Regions from separate parts of the Mus musculus genome. Here all the other regions are linked to region 1. Evidence: chromatin contacts called from public Hi-C data. All regions are on one chromosome and are shown on one strand. The core of a region is the stretch at or near the end of the contact, and the rest is flanking DNA. Distances in the headings are between cores, read along the strand shown.

Evidence for each region. Hi-C and Micro-C count contacts between places; a contact is called where the count stands out from the background.
Region 2: a contact with region 1 is called in a Hi-C map of the N1E-115 cell line, with 5 times the contacts expected there. The contact joins the enhancer-like site here to the promoter of Mtmr9 in region 1. A contact is called at or near these places in 6 of 39 promoter capture datasets (the 3T3-L1 cell line, cranial neural crest, embryonic stem cells and 3 more), 1 of 484 Hi-C or Micro-C datasets (the N1E-115 cell line), 8 of 115 datasets of contacts at active chromatin or transcription factors (the NIH/3T3 cell line, T-cell acute lymphoblastic leukemia, embryonic limb bud and 3 more) and 2 of 9 other capture datasets (adipose tissue and pancreatic islet).
Region 3: a Hi-C map of the MNK3 cell line shows a contact between it and region 1, with 8 times the contacts expected there. The contact joins the enhancer-like site here to the promoter of Mtmr9 in region 1. A contact is called at or near these places in 22 of 39 promoter capture datasets (the 3T3-L1 cell line, 3T3-L1-derived adipocytes, the C10 cell line and 11 more), 7 of 15 datasets of contacts at CTCF or cohesin (the G1E-ER4 cell line, the NIH/3T3 cell line, embryonic stem cells and 2 more), 210 of 484 Hi-C or Micro-C datasets (the 3T3-L1 cell line, 3T3-L1-derived adipocytes, the 63-12 cell line and 97 more), 33 of 115 datasets of contacts at active chromatin or transcription factors (T-cell acute lymphoblastic leukemia, acute myeloid leukemia, astrocytes and 16 more) and 6 of 9 other capture datasets (adipose tissue, embryonic tail, embryonic trunk and 3 more).

Annotation. Positions count from the first base shown.
Region 1 is chr14:63,542,016-63,546,286 of GRCm38.p6, reverse strand. Mtmr9 (myotubularin related protein 9) reads left to right here and starts at 2,334. Exons shown (of 10, transcript NM_177594.1): 1 at 2,334-2,829; 2 at 3,831-3,939. The coding sequence starts at 2,648.
Region 2 is chr14:63,711,082-63,715,352 of GRCm38.p6, reverse strand. All of the region lies in intron 1 of Xkr6 (X-linked Kx blood group related 6), which reads right to left. Among named protein-coding and RNA genes, the nearest start is that of Mir598, 14 kb to the left of the region's middle. Within about 2 kb of position 2,077, at least 27 of the 459 cell types and tissues checked have an H3K27ac peak or open chromatin away from gene starts, as enhancers often do. A contact at or near this core is called in the N1E-115 cell line, embryonic limb bud and pancreatic islet, where this site is marked.
Region 3 is chr14:63,375,866-63,380,136 of GRCm38.p6, reverse strand. It overlaps Blk (B lymphoid kinase), which reads left to right. Exons shown (of 13, transcript NM_007549.2): 9 at 335-514; 10 at 1,593-1,669; 11 at 4,091-4,241. Among named protein-coding and RNA genes, the nearest start is that of Gm46458, 6.8 kb to the right of the region's middle. Within about 2 kb of position 2,571, at least 40 of the 459 cell types and tissues checked have an H3K27ac peak or open chromatin away from gene starts, as enhancers often do. A contact at or near this core is called in the C2C12 cell line, the CH12 cell line, the MNK3 cell line and 7 more, where this site is marked.

The sequences.
Region 1 (4,271 bases), core at 1,085-3,584:
CAACCAAAGAGTACACCTGGAGGGACCCATGGCTCCAGCTGCATATGTAGCAGAGTATGATGTTGTCGGACATCAATGGGAGAAGAGGCCCGTGGTCTTGTGAAGGCTCGATGCCCCAGTATAGGGGAATGTGAGAGCCGGGAGGTGGGAGTGTGTGGGTGAGCATCCTCATAGAAGCAGGGGAAGGGAGGATAGAATAGAGTGTCTCCGGGGGAGACCTGGAAAGGGGATAACATTTAGAATGTAAATTAAGAAAATATCTAATTAAAAAAAAAAAAAGAGTTGCTGTGGTCATGGTGTCTCTTCACAATAGAATGCTAAGGCACCCATTGAGCTATCTTTATAGTCCTTAAGTAAATCCATTGTACACATTATAAATTTTATTATTTTCTTGGCTTATCAGAATCCCCTGAGGCCCTTATTTCTTGACTGTTTGGACAGTTAATATTTGACTACATCATTGGATTATTTTAATAGAGGCATATCCCATTGACTTTGAATTCTACCGCCACCTACTGCTTATGTGGGGAACTGTTTCTTGCTCTTTACTCAGGCTTTATTCCTAACTACTAAGTTTGGTTTTCTCAGCGCTAGTGAACTTTCTACGCTTTGAACTTCAAATCACTGGTGATTTAATTTCCTAATCGTTTCTGGTACTTCATTATAACAACTCAGAAGATACCTAATTTTTTTCTCTTGGCAAAAAACAAATAAAAGGAAAAAATCCTAATTTATGACTTTATAGAGCATGAAACATTTTAACTTAATGAAATAACGTTTTCATAATTTATTTTCAAGAAAACCAGAAGGGCCACAGAATCCATGGAGACTTTCTATCTTCTAGCATATACTAAATTGGACACTAAGTTCTTCCTTGGATATCTTCCATTCGGGGAGCCTTACCCTTCAAGGCTTTACTTTCATTTTTTTCTCTGTATAACTTTTCATTATTTTTCAGATTAAAAGTTTTCCATTCCACAATTTGTAGTTAATACAATGAGTCAAGTGAGGAAGGAAAGTAAACAAATCCGGTGTGGAAAACACCTCCACATTACTTCACCTCAGTCCATCAGCATCCATTGCTGGTTGTTTTCCTTTTGCAGATAAACTGGATCGCAGGAGTGAGTGATTTAGGAAGGGAAGGTTTTTAGAAAAGACAAGAACAAAATCAAGGACAAACACTGTGCAATCTGGTCAACTTCACTTTGCACACTCTGAAGTCAGCTACCTTGCTGTTCGTAGACACTGACTGGGTGGTGAGAATTTTCACTGCTAACACAGTAAAAGCAGGCCAGGACTCAAACATAATTCTTATTCTGGGATAAAGTAGAGGGATAGAAAGCAAGAAGAGGGAAATTCTATAGGTGGAACAACATTATGAACTAACCAGTACCCCGGAGCTCTTGACTCTAGCTGCATATGTATCAAAAGATGGCCTAGCCGGCCATCACTGGAAAGAGAGGCCCATTGGACTTGCAAACTTTATATGCCCCAGTACAGGGGAATGCCAGGGCCAAAAAGTGGGAGTGGGTGGGTAGGGGAGTGGGGGGGGGTATGGGGGACTTTTGGGATAGCATTGGAAATGTAAATGAGGAAAATACCTAATAAAAAATTAAAAAAAAAAAAAAAGAAGAGGGAAATTACAACAGCAAAACTCTGTCATTGCAGTGTCCGTGAGCAGTTCAGCTAGACTGTACTTAGCCGGGATACTATGAAGTCGTGACCAATATACCAAGGTCTTGATTTCAGGCTTTGCTACAGATTAACTGAACTATCTCTGAAGACACTAGAGTCCTTTCGCAGGGCGAGGATTAGTCAGTTTCTCTTTCCATCCTTTTAGAATATGCTGTTCTTGGTTAAAGTCATGGCGCTCTCAAAGAGTCTAAAGCATAGATTGTCCCATGTCTCTTCCAGACACCAAGATGCTACTTTTCGATCACAACCTCCGCTTCCATCCTACATTTGACATCTCTTCGTGACCAATTCATGAGACAACTACCAGGTAGCGCAAACGAAGAGCCCTTGAGGGACAGCACTCATGTGGAGGCTGGCAGGTCAGCGACGTCTTCTCGTCTCGCCTTTTCCGATAAGGAATATTTGAAGGGCAAGGATTGCGGCGGTAGAAGGTGAAAGAGGTTTTGGTTGGTTTTGTTTTGTTTTGTTTTGTTTTTCCATTGTAGGACCATAAAGTCATTGTTTCTGGCTGTGTTCCACCGGATCTAGCAAAGTACCAACTTCCGGTCCGGTTTCTATGTCTTCCGAGTCTCGAGTCCCTCTAATTGTGCAGGAGTTCCTGCCGGGTGCAACGCTCAGCAGCTACTTCCGCCAGAAGTCCCTGGCTGCTCGGGCTCGGATGCTGCTGCCCCGACGCCGGGTCCGTCTCCTCCGCAGCCCGCCCGTCAGACGCCGGTGGCAGCGGGGAGTGCAGGGCCTGGCGGGAAGCCTTCTCTGCGACCGAGTCCCGGCCAGTGGTGCGGAAGAGACTTGGAGAAGCGGCCAGGGCGGTGCCCGCAGGCCCTGGCGCACCCGCCCAGCCGGGGCGGGGCTCGACCTCCCGGGCCCGCCCAGCCGGGGCTCCGTCCGGGTCTGCGGATTAACCGCCGGGCACCTGCGGGACTGGGCCTCCCGCCCCTAGGCTGCGCCCAATATGGAGTTTGCGGAGCTGATTAAAACCCCACGGGTAGACAATGTGGTGCTGCACCGGCCTTTCTACACCGCCGTGGAAGGGACCCTGTGTCTGACAGGCCACCACCTGATCCTGTCTTCCCGGCAGGACAACACGGAGGAGCTCTGGCTCCTCCATTCAAATATCGACGCCATCGACAAACGGTGAGCGCCCACCACACCCAGGTCCCGGAGGAGCCTGGAACGGAACAGACGCTTTCAGGTGGTTTTTTATGGGTATCCTGGCTCAGCCAGCCAAATGAGCCTTCTGGGGCCTAGATCTATCTGCACTGGCCACCTGGCATCCCCAGGCTAAGGTCTCAGAGTCGTAGTGGTCATTTTGAACAGCATTTGGGCGTATTTTTAAATGTTCTTTGTAAAAAAAAAATTTCTTCCACCACATTTCTTGAATTATTGGTTGTTGTTAATCTGACTTCACGAAGTTATGATTCAATACAATTTAAAGCGACCCCTCCCCCACGATCTCGTTTTTAAATAGGCATGCTCAGCCCTTTGCAGCATAGGCCGGTCTTGAACTTCCAACTCTCCAGCCCCAGCCTCCCAAGTAAGTGCTGGAATTACAGTTGTGTGTGTATGGGCCGCTATGCCTGGCCATAGTATTTAACTGAGTACACTGTCATTTTTTCCATATATATGCATATGCATTTTAGTCTCTCCTTAAAACGTTTTAAAATCGGTAAGGTGCACCCCTGTAATAGCTGATGGGGAGTGCCGATGCAGGTGGATGACAAATTTTACACCCCTGCTCATTTAGGGAAGACTGAGTTTATCATATTGCATCTTACTTATTCTCTGGAATGATCACTTCCCACTGAGGGTAATCATTAGCCCTTAACATTCAGTTTTTCTTGTGAAAAGAAAGGGGCTGGCTCTAAAGGAACATAGGAACTAATTCATCTTTATTTCCCTACTCCATCACTTTAAATTTTTTATTTTTACTTATGTGTGTATGTGTGTATCTGTGTACAAGATACCATCAGCAGACTACTAGACTCCTCAGTTCATCTTTATTGCATAAATGTATTCAATGGTCTCTCATGCCTGCATGATAAAGACTGAATCCCTGGTTCTCTGTGTTCTGGTTCTCACCTACTGTCCTCACTAGTTTTCTTACCATTTTCATGATTTCATGTAATTTCTTACAGATTTGTGGGCTCTCTGGGTACCATCATCATAAAATGTAAAGATTTCCGAATCATTCAGTTGGATATTCCTGGAATGGAGGAGTGTTTAAATATAGCCAGTTCCATTGAGGTAAGTATGCTGCAGGCAAAATTCTGATAGGAAAATGGCGATATTTTGATTTTGTACAGCCCTTGATGCATAAGAATCATTTACTGTGCGAATCTTGCTACTTTCGCTCTGAAGACAGTTTGTGAACTGTTTTTCTGTTTCTGTAGATTTCCTGAAAGAACATCCTATGTGAAATTGTAAGCCAGTAAAACAAATACAGTGTAGCTGATTGTGGCCATGTTACAGTCCTTGGGCATCACAGTGAGCAAGTGTGGTCATCCTGAGTGGAGCAGCTCTGAAACCCTTCAACTCTGAGCAGTGCTCTTATACTGTGATTGTTGCAGTAGTGAGGT
Region 2 (4,271 bases), core at 828-3,327, 170 kb before region 1:
CAATCACTCAGGAAAGAGATGCCTCAGCTAGCTAAATTCCATACTCAGGTCTGTCTACCTGGGCCGCCCACCGAGTCTCTGATCCACACGTGAGAGGATGGATGCCTCGGGCTAACATGCACCTGGCATAGATGCATTCTTTCACCTCCTGACAAAGGCACCGGCTACTCCCCAGGCATGGACACTGTGCCACGGCACTATCCGGCTGAACTGCAGCACAGTGGAGGGTAATGTTCACCCAAGTCCTGAAAAGAGAACAATCCCTGGGATCAAAAGGTGGGGTAGACATTAGGAATGGAAAGAGGAAGATGGAAGGAAAGGAAAAAAAGAAAGGGAAGAAAAGGAGGAAAGAAGGAAAGGCTGGAGATATGCCGGCAAGCAGGGAGGAAGGAGGACAGAAACAAGAGGCATGCCCTGGAAGAATGGTGTGGGGTGTTCCCTTTCCTAGGTTTCCTCGAATCCTCCCCTGGGTCTCCCCTGAGCGCCTTCGCTTCATCACAGAGTCTGGAGCCTGCCTGTCTATTCTGCTCCCAGGGAGGCCCCACCCAGTGGGCAGCTGCAGAGCCATCTGCTGCGAGGGCGGTGGCAGCACCAGCTCCAGGGTTTGTTTACAAACTGGGCTCTGCGTGTTAGAGAAACATCACACCTCTTCCAGGCATTGTGTGGTGCCAGGTGGAAGGAGGGACCAGTGAGGACCACGGTGTGCAGACCAGGAACCAAGACCTAGGCATAGGGTGGGGCCCTTATCCTGGTCACAGTCCTTTACACAACCTGCACTGGCCTGTGAGTCCACAGTGGGCCCATCTGGAACTCTGGCCAAGGTAACAGCATCTATATAAGGGCTTATGAAGGCTGAATCTGGGTAACACTACAGGGTACTCTAGGTCACATGGGTCTTTAGTATCTTATAGAATGCCACTCAGATCCAATGTCTCCCACAACTCAGGATATTCCATTTTTTGATAGTTGTAATATACAGGTGACAAGATCGACATTAAAATACACCTGTAAAACAAAAATCCATTTACTAATAGAATAAGAATATTGTAAGGGCTAGATGGCTCAGTTGGGGTAAAGTTCTATCCATGCCAGCATGAGGACCTGATTTTAAGCCCCAGTACCCACATAAAAACCAGTGTGGTGAGCTTGTACAGAGATAGGGAGAACCCTGGGGCTCACTGGCAGCCAGTCTAGCCCAATCTGTATGTTCCAGGTTCAGTGAGAGACCCTGTCTCAAAAAATGAGGCAGAGAGCAATAGACAAAGACTTCTGATGTAGTTGCCTAGTAGGGCACACAGGCACATGCGCACACAAACACCACACACACACACACACACACACACACACACACACACACAGTATATGGAACCTTGAGGTCAGAGCACAAGTATAAGCAAGGAGACAATTACATTTTAAAAAGACAATTCAGGTGCCACAGGAATATGACCATCCTGATACAATCTGTGAGAACAGCTCTGGGTAGTAAATATTATTTTACAAATGATCCAAAAAGAAGAAACAATGTATCCCAGATCTCAATGGAACTGGGAGCCAGGTCTAAAGTCTGTGATCTCTCTGTGGTGCCTGCACAGGAGATAGATAAGAAATAATTTGCTTCCTGGCTCAGGCTGAAACAGCTGGGCTGCAGCACCACACCGAAATCTGGCCTCATTGCACAGGGACAGTGGCAATTCTCAGCTGGAGCAACAACTTAAAGAGCTGTTTTAAAATTTCCAAATTAGCAAAAATGGGAGCAGGCTGATTAGAAAACGCCACCTAGCTGTCCTTGCTGACGGCAATATAGACCCATGAAGGCCAATCCCCAAGTTTGGGTGAATCTTAGTAACAGTCAGTTTGTTTAGTCAACATTGGAAATCTGTGTGGCCATTGAGAGCCGTGAATCCTTTGTCAGGGCAATGAAGACACAAAACACAAGGGCAGGGGAAGGCGGTGGTGGTGTCTGCCCAGCATGCTGGAAACTTTGCCTGGAGCCCTTTGTCCATAGCAAAGTGATGAGTGCCACTTTGGAACATCTCTGTCCTTGGTGCTGAAGCCATGTCCCAGGAAGATGTCTTGAACACCAAAGATCATGGTCCTGAAGCTGCCCCCATGACTCTGTCCAAGGTACTGAATATATACTGGGTCTGTCCAGGGTGCTGAGATTTCACCAACGGGGTTCTGTCCAGAGTGCCACAGAAGCCCCCAAAGTGCTCTGTTCAAGGTCCCAAGAAAGTACAGATGAAGACTGAGAATGAGAAATCCATTCCCATCTTCCTGGAGCAGGGACTGAGGGTCAGACAGGTCCATTAGGCCTACTTGGCCCAAATACGGAGAGGGAGGGAGGGCTGGGTGCACCCTGGAGAGAAAGGTAGGTGGCTGCCAGCAGCCACAGTGCTAGGTCTGCAGCTGAGGCCCTTCAAGGGGATCTGCGTGTGCATGGGTCAGACCAGGACACCACAGCAGGAGCTGCTGCTGCTCTTATCTCACAGCCTGCTGGGTCCCTTAGCCACGCTCCTCCCTCTAAAGAGCAAGCAAGCAAGCAAACATCATGTGGGGTGAAACCAGGACAGCAGTGGGCTAATCCATCCAGGGCAAAGTCATCTGGAAGCACGGAATGCCATAGAACAGACAGGCCAAGGAAACTAGGACTGCTGAAAGAAACTAGACATGACAGCAGAAAGCAAGTCAGGTCCAGTTTGGAAGTCCAACAAGGCGGGAGAAAAAGCTGCCAGTATGGGGCCTGTCCAGATACAGGCTAGCATTGGCCAGGCACTAGGGGGAACAAGCTATAGACAGCAAAGCAGATTTACACAGCTCAGTGGTATACGGAGCCAAAACTGAGGTAAGGGAGAACCACTGGCTTCTCGAGAATGCCAGGGGATTGTAGCCTGGGATCTATGAACCAAGTGTGCACAAAATGTATTTGCATGTGCCTTCATTCACTCCTGCCCTTAGAAAGACTTTGCAAAGGAAATATGAAGATCCAAAACCTCCAGCTCCACAAGGTTATGGGGCACTAACTTCAAACCTATCATGCCCAGGATCCAAGGGAAAGAGATGGATTTTCAATGAAATGATTACAGTTAAATCATTTTGCAAATATTTTCAGGGAGTAAAAAGCTCCAGGAGTAGACACAACCCTCTGAGGTGATGGTGTTATATTTTGAGCTTTACTTATTTTGTGGAGCAAACTTTAAAAATTACTGTTATTAACCTTTATGCATGTATATATCAAAACTGTCCCTGTTTCCCCTGAAAACCCAGCCAACACAATGTTGCTCGGTCTCCTTAGCAATCAGGTGTTCTTGTTAATTAACTGAAGCTGGTGCAATGTAAATGACAGTGATCCCCCAACTAGGTGTGGCCCTAAAATCCTCCCACGATCAAGTGTGTCTGTGTGTTCTATCTCTCTCCCTCCCTCCCTCCCTCCCTCCCTCCCTCCCTCCCTCCCTCCCTCCCTCCCCATCTCCTCTCTGAGTCAGGAGTTCACTCTGTCATGCAAACTGGCTTCACTCTCCTAGCAATTCTCCTGCTTCAGCTTCTCAAAACCTGGAATGGCAGCCATGAGCCACCATCCTCTTCCTCCGCATTGGCTGGAAATGACTTCAATAACCCTGGAAATGGAGCATGGGGCAACCTAAGTTCTAGGATCCCCACAGGCAGGACACTTCTGTTGCACTCTGTGTGTATGGGAAATAAATTTCATTCCTATACAACAGAGAGATAGTGGTGTTTACAAACACCTAGCATTACCCACACAGGAGCACACACTGTGACTAGTATGTGGCAAGCCAGGCTGGGTGCAGATCTAAGTCAAGTGTGAACACTTGGGAAGGGGTTGGTGTTTCAGGCAACTGCTGAGGTGGGAGTTGTAAGAGCTCTTGGTACACAGAGCTTGGCAAAAGTTTTGGGGACCCTCCCCTCCTTTCTCTCTATTTCATCCTCATGGACAATTTGGACCTGGCCCCAGGCCCTGGAATCTGTGTTTATCAGCTCTCTCTTTCAGTAGCTATTCTGACAGACATTTGGACGTGAATGGTGGATTTTTTTTTCAGTAGAAACTGAGTGAACTCATCTCTTTCTCTTTTAACTTTGTCCTGGAGCTCCTAATTTCCCTTCATCTTTTGAGTTTATTGCTGGGTGTAACAACCTTTTGAATGCCTCCCACCCTCTATTCCATACGATCTTCTCGGGTTCTTTGCAGCACTGTCCATCAATCCATCCCTGGAGAGTGCGTTTTCGGGTCTTCCTCTTTCACGCATCAGTTTCCC
Region 3 (4,271 bases), core at 1,322-3,821, 170 kb after region 1:
CTCCTGGAACCTCACACCTTTATCCGGAGCTGCAGATCTGGTCCTCACCAAGGCTCAGCACCCATAGGAAGAGCAAGCCCCGGCCATTGTCTTACACACTTTAGTGGGTGTCATCCCACACCCCAGACTGCATGAACCCCAACACATCCTGAGGCTCTGTTGCGGGGTTCTCAGAGACAAACTGGCATCTTATACAAGATATGAACTCCCATCATGCCCGCAGGAACTGCACGTTCCAGCTTGAACCTTGGGTCCAGATAGAGTGAGGCTTGAATCTGTGGTCAAGGGCATTCTTCAACATCTGAATGGCTCCTTCACTCTCCCGCCCTTTCAGGTTATTACAAAAATAACATGAAGGTGGCCATCAAGACCCTGAAGGAGGGAACCATGTCACCGGAAGCTTTCCTGGGCGAGGCCAACGTGATGAAAACCCTGCAGCATGAGAGGCTGGTTCGTCTCTACGCTGTGGTCACCAGAGAGCCCATTTACATCGTCACTGAATACATGGCCAGAGGTGGGGTCCTCTCTCTCTCTATGGGACAGAGCTTACAGGGCAGAAACAAGAGTGGAGCATGCTGGCGGATTTGCCTGGCCCCAGGGGCTCCTATAGGGGATCTGTAAGCTTTGTTTTACGAGAGGGAGGACTGAGAAAGAAGGTAGAATGGATTTTAGAGAGCTGTGTTCTCAGCTCAGGGGAATCTCAGCCTTCCAGAGACCCCCCAGTTTTGCTTCTGAGTTGTATTTTCCACTCTTGGAGCAAGCCCTGTGTTTCTGGAACCTCATTTTTGCTTCTGGAATACACACATCATGCTTTGATCCCCAGTATGATTGGCAGAGCCTTGCAAACTAGGAAGAGCTGTAGACTGGGCATCCAAAGGTGGATCTAATAATCCCAGTTCCACCTCTTCCCAGTGACGGGAACTTTTGCAAACCTGTGAACATTTCACAGTGGGGGTTGATAAGGCGAATGGGCCTGGGCGGCCTCTGCAGTGCCTCCACAGGGAGCAGTTGGCCAGGCACCAGACCTGGCTCCGACCTAAGGGACCTCACCCTCCATGGCCCTGACATCACCTTTCCTCCTGTAGGTCCTCAATGTTACCATGCTAATTGTAATAGTTGTTACCAAGAGGGGCGGCATCACCGGCTATGCTGGTAACCTGCCTCCTGGCTGCAGTTTTCAAGAGCACCTCCCAGGCCGTGAGCTCTGTGGAAGAGCCACTTTCATTACTTGCCCCAGCTCTCTCTTCTGGTGTTTTCTTGTTAATGTTTGGTGGGGAGGGTGGGAGAGGGAGTCTGTCTAGGAGGGGAGTAGACTAAGGAAGACACCTGGGAACGTCATGCTGGAAAAGAACACTAGCCTTAGGCCCAGAGCTGGTCTATCCCAGCTCTGCTGACTCAGGAGACCCCAGATGTGCCCCTGAATTTATCTGAGAACTAACTTTTAAAAGTCTGGGAGCTAGTGTTTCCCTGAAGCCTGAGGCACCTCAGCTGTAGGCAGATCACCACCCCTACCTCCTCACATAGACACAGACCACGCAATCAGAGCCAGGCTCCATCCAGTCACTTTGCAGTTGCTGTCTTTCTTCTCCTAGGATGCTTGCTGGATTTTCTGAAGACCGATGAAGGTAGCAGGTTGTCCCTTCCAAGGCTGATTGACATGTCAGCCCAGGTTGGTGAGCTCTGAAGCAGAGCGGGAGCCTGAAGGGGGGGGGCGCCCCACTCTGTGCTTTGTGACTGTACTGAATTCCCTGGTAGGAGGCTGTGCTCAACTGTGAAGGGCAGAAAGCCTGAAGTAGCGACCTCTAAATATATAAACCCCTAGAGAACAGATGAGAGACTTTACTCACTGATGTCCTCTGCCCTGATAGCATGGTAGATGCTGAAGCTTCATCACCCACCCTTGACCCTTAGCCAGCAAGATGATGGTGATAAAAATCCCACCTCCTTTCCTCTAGAGACACATCCCTCCCACTCACCTCAATGAGAGGCTCCCTTGGCTGCAAGGGAGTCTGGGAAATGTAGTTCCAATTCTGGGCCGCCATGATGGAGTAGGGTAGTTCTATTTATTAGGAAGGTAGAGATGGCAGTGGATGTTGGAAAGCTGGAGAATAGGAAAGAATTCTGTTTTGAATGTAGGCAGGTATGCTTTGCTCTGACTTCCTTCTCCAATGCTCTCATCCTGTCCTAAGACCCCCTAAATCTTGGTATTGGCCTGGAACTGACCTCAGCCTGATGAGGCATGAGCCACACAGAATACAAGGCACAAAACTTTCTAGGACCACCTTCTACACACACACACACACACACACACACACACACACACACACACACACACACACACACATCACTGTCCTGGATTATTGGCCTTTGGTTCCCTCTGAATCCATCCATGTGTAGACCTCCCCAGCCTCTGCTAGAAGAGTGCAGAATTGAGATTGGGCAGTATCTTTATCCCCGGGGGGATTTTAGCTGAGGGTTCTAACTGGCAGGAAGACACATCTGGGGGCCCTGAGTATGACTGTTGAAACTGGAACTCTCAGCAAGAAAGCTGTGGTCTGTGGCCAGCCTGCGAGACACACTGTCAACACACAGAGAGCTATAAAGGGGAGCCTTCCCACCCACACTTTAACCCACTTGCCCACTTTAACTTCCGACCCTGTCCCACATTATCTGCAGCTGCTATCAGCCCAGGAACTGAGGTCACAGTGTCTTTTTCCACTGGGGTAGCAGAGATCTGTTGATGCAGCTGTTAGGATGGACACAGAAACTTAACCCTGGCGACTGGCTTTGAGTCAGGCATTGGATGGACAGAAGCTGGTCCGCCTCTGCAGCCACAAGAATGGTGGTCCTATACAGTGCAGACTGCCTTGGATTCTTCCTGTCTGCACATTTCCAACCAGAGTCCCAGGACCAGCCCTTGTCGGAGGCCACGTCTACCAAGACTTTTCTGGACAAGAGGGAGGGGTTGTTGGCTCTGCTCTTGAGCAGTTTGCTGCTCATCAATGGATGAACAAGCCTCATTAATGTCTTTGGGTACAAAGCACCAGGGAGAAGATCTAGAGAGAGTCCTGGCTCCCCTTTGGCTTTGTAGCATCTTTTCTACAGACGCAGATTCGCGTCTTCTATGTTTGTGTAGGTTTTGTTTTTTTTTCCCTAAAGCTGATTCGTACGTGTTAGCTAACAGTGTGAGCATTGCCAGGGCTCCCTAGATAGAAGCTGTTTAGTTAGCCCTGGCTTTCCAACCCGCAGAGTCCCACACTAGCAAATGCATATTGACTGAGTGGTTTCGCAAGGGGATAAATGAGGAGACTCATGCATAAAGCAGGGCCCTGTGGAAACAGATGCAGGACTGGGGCCTGGTGTGCAGCTCAATAGGAGAGAAGTTGATAGTATATGTACCTAAGTTCCTGGGCAAGTAGGATCCATCTAGAAGCTGGCATCCTGCAAGAGCAAGTGAGAGCTGAAGTCACCTTTTCCATCCATCAGTGAGTGACTGAAGACTTAATGGCCTGGTACAGGTGCTTGGGACAGACAAGGCTCCTCTTCAGTGAGAGTCTGCTCCTCTGGAGCACCTGGGGCAGGGGCAGGGGCAGGGGCAGGGGCAGGGGCAGGGGCAGGGCCTCAGCTACAGTCACCTTATTCAACACTGACCCTAACCTTGGGTCCCAGAGATGGCTTCTCGTGCTCTGGGTAATAACTATGACCTCTCAGGGAAGTGACCCAGCCCATTGGACATTGGTGATTCCAAGGCATGGTTGGCTCCTCTGAGAGAAGTGTCCACTGAGGGAGTAGCCCTGCCCTTCCGTGCTATGCCCTGTTCGTCCTTTCTCCTCCCTGTCTCATTAGAGGCTATCTACAACCCCAGCCTTCTTTGCTATTCCCAGTCCACAGAACCTTGGAGACAATTGTCTGAAAAAGGGGGACAGGCCTGGGGATGTCAGCCTAGCTTCTCTGCTGCCCTGAGTCTGGGTTGGTCTCATGGGAAGGGGTGGATACCTTCTCTCTCCCCTGGGCAGGGCATGTGAAGCTGGCCTTATGAGCTGGTAGGCTCCATCCTTGCTGCCCTTCACCATGTGACCTGTCCCCTCAGGTTGCAGAGGGGATGGCTTACATAGAGCGCATGAATTCCATCCACCGTGACCTGCGGGCAGCCAACATCCTGGTGTCTGAGACGTTGTGCTGCAAAATCGCTGACTTCGGCTTGGCCAGGATCATTGACAGTGAATACACTGCCCAAGAGGGTGAGCAGAGTGTGTGAGTGTACACACACT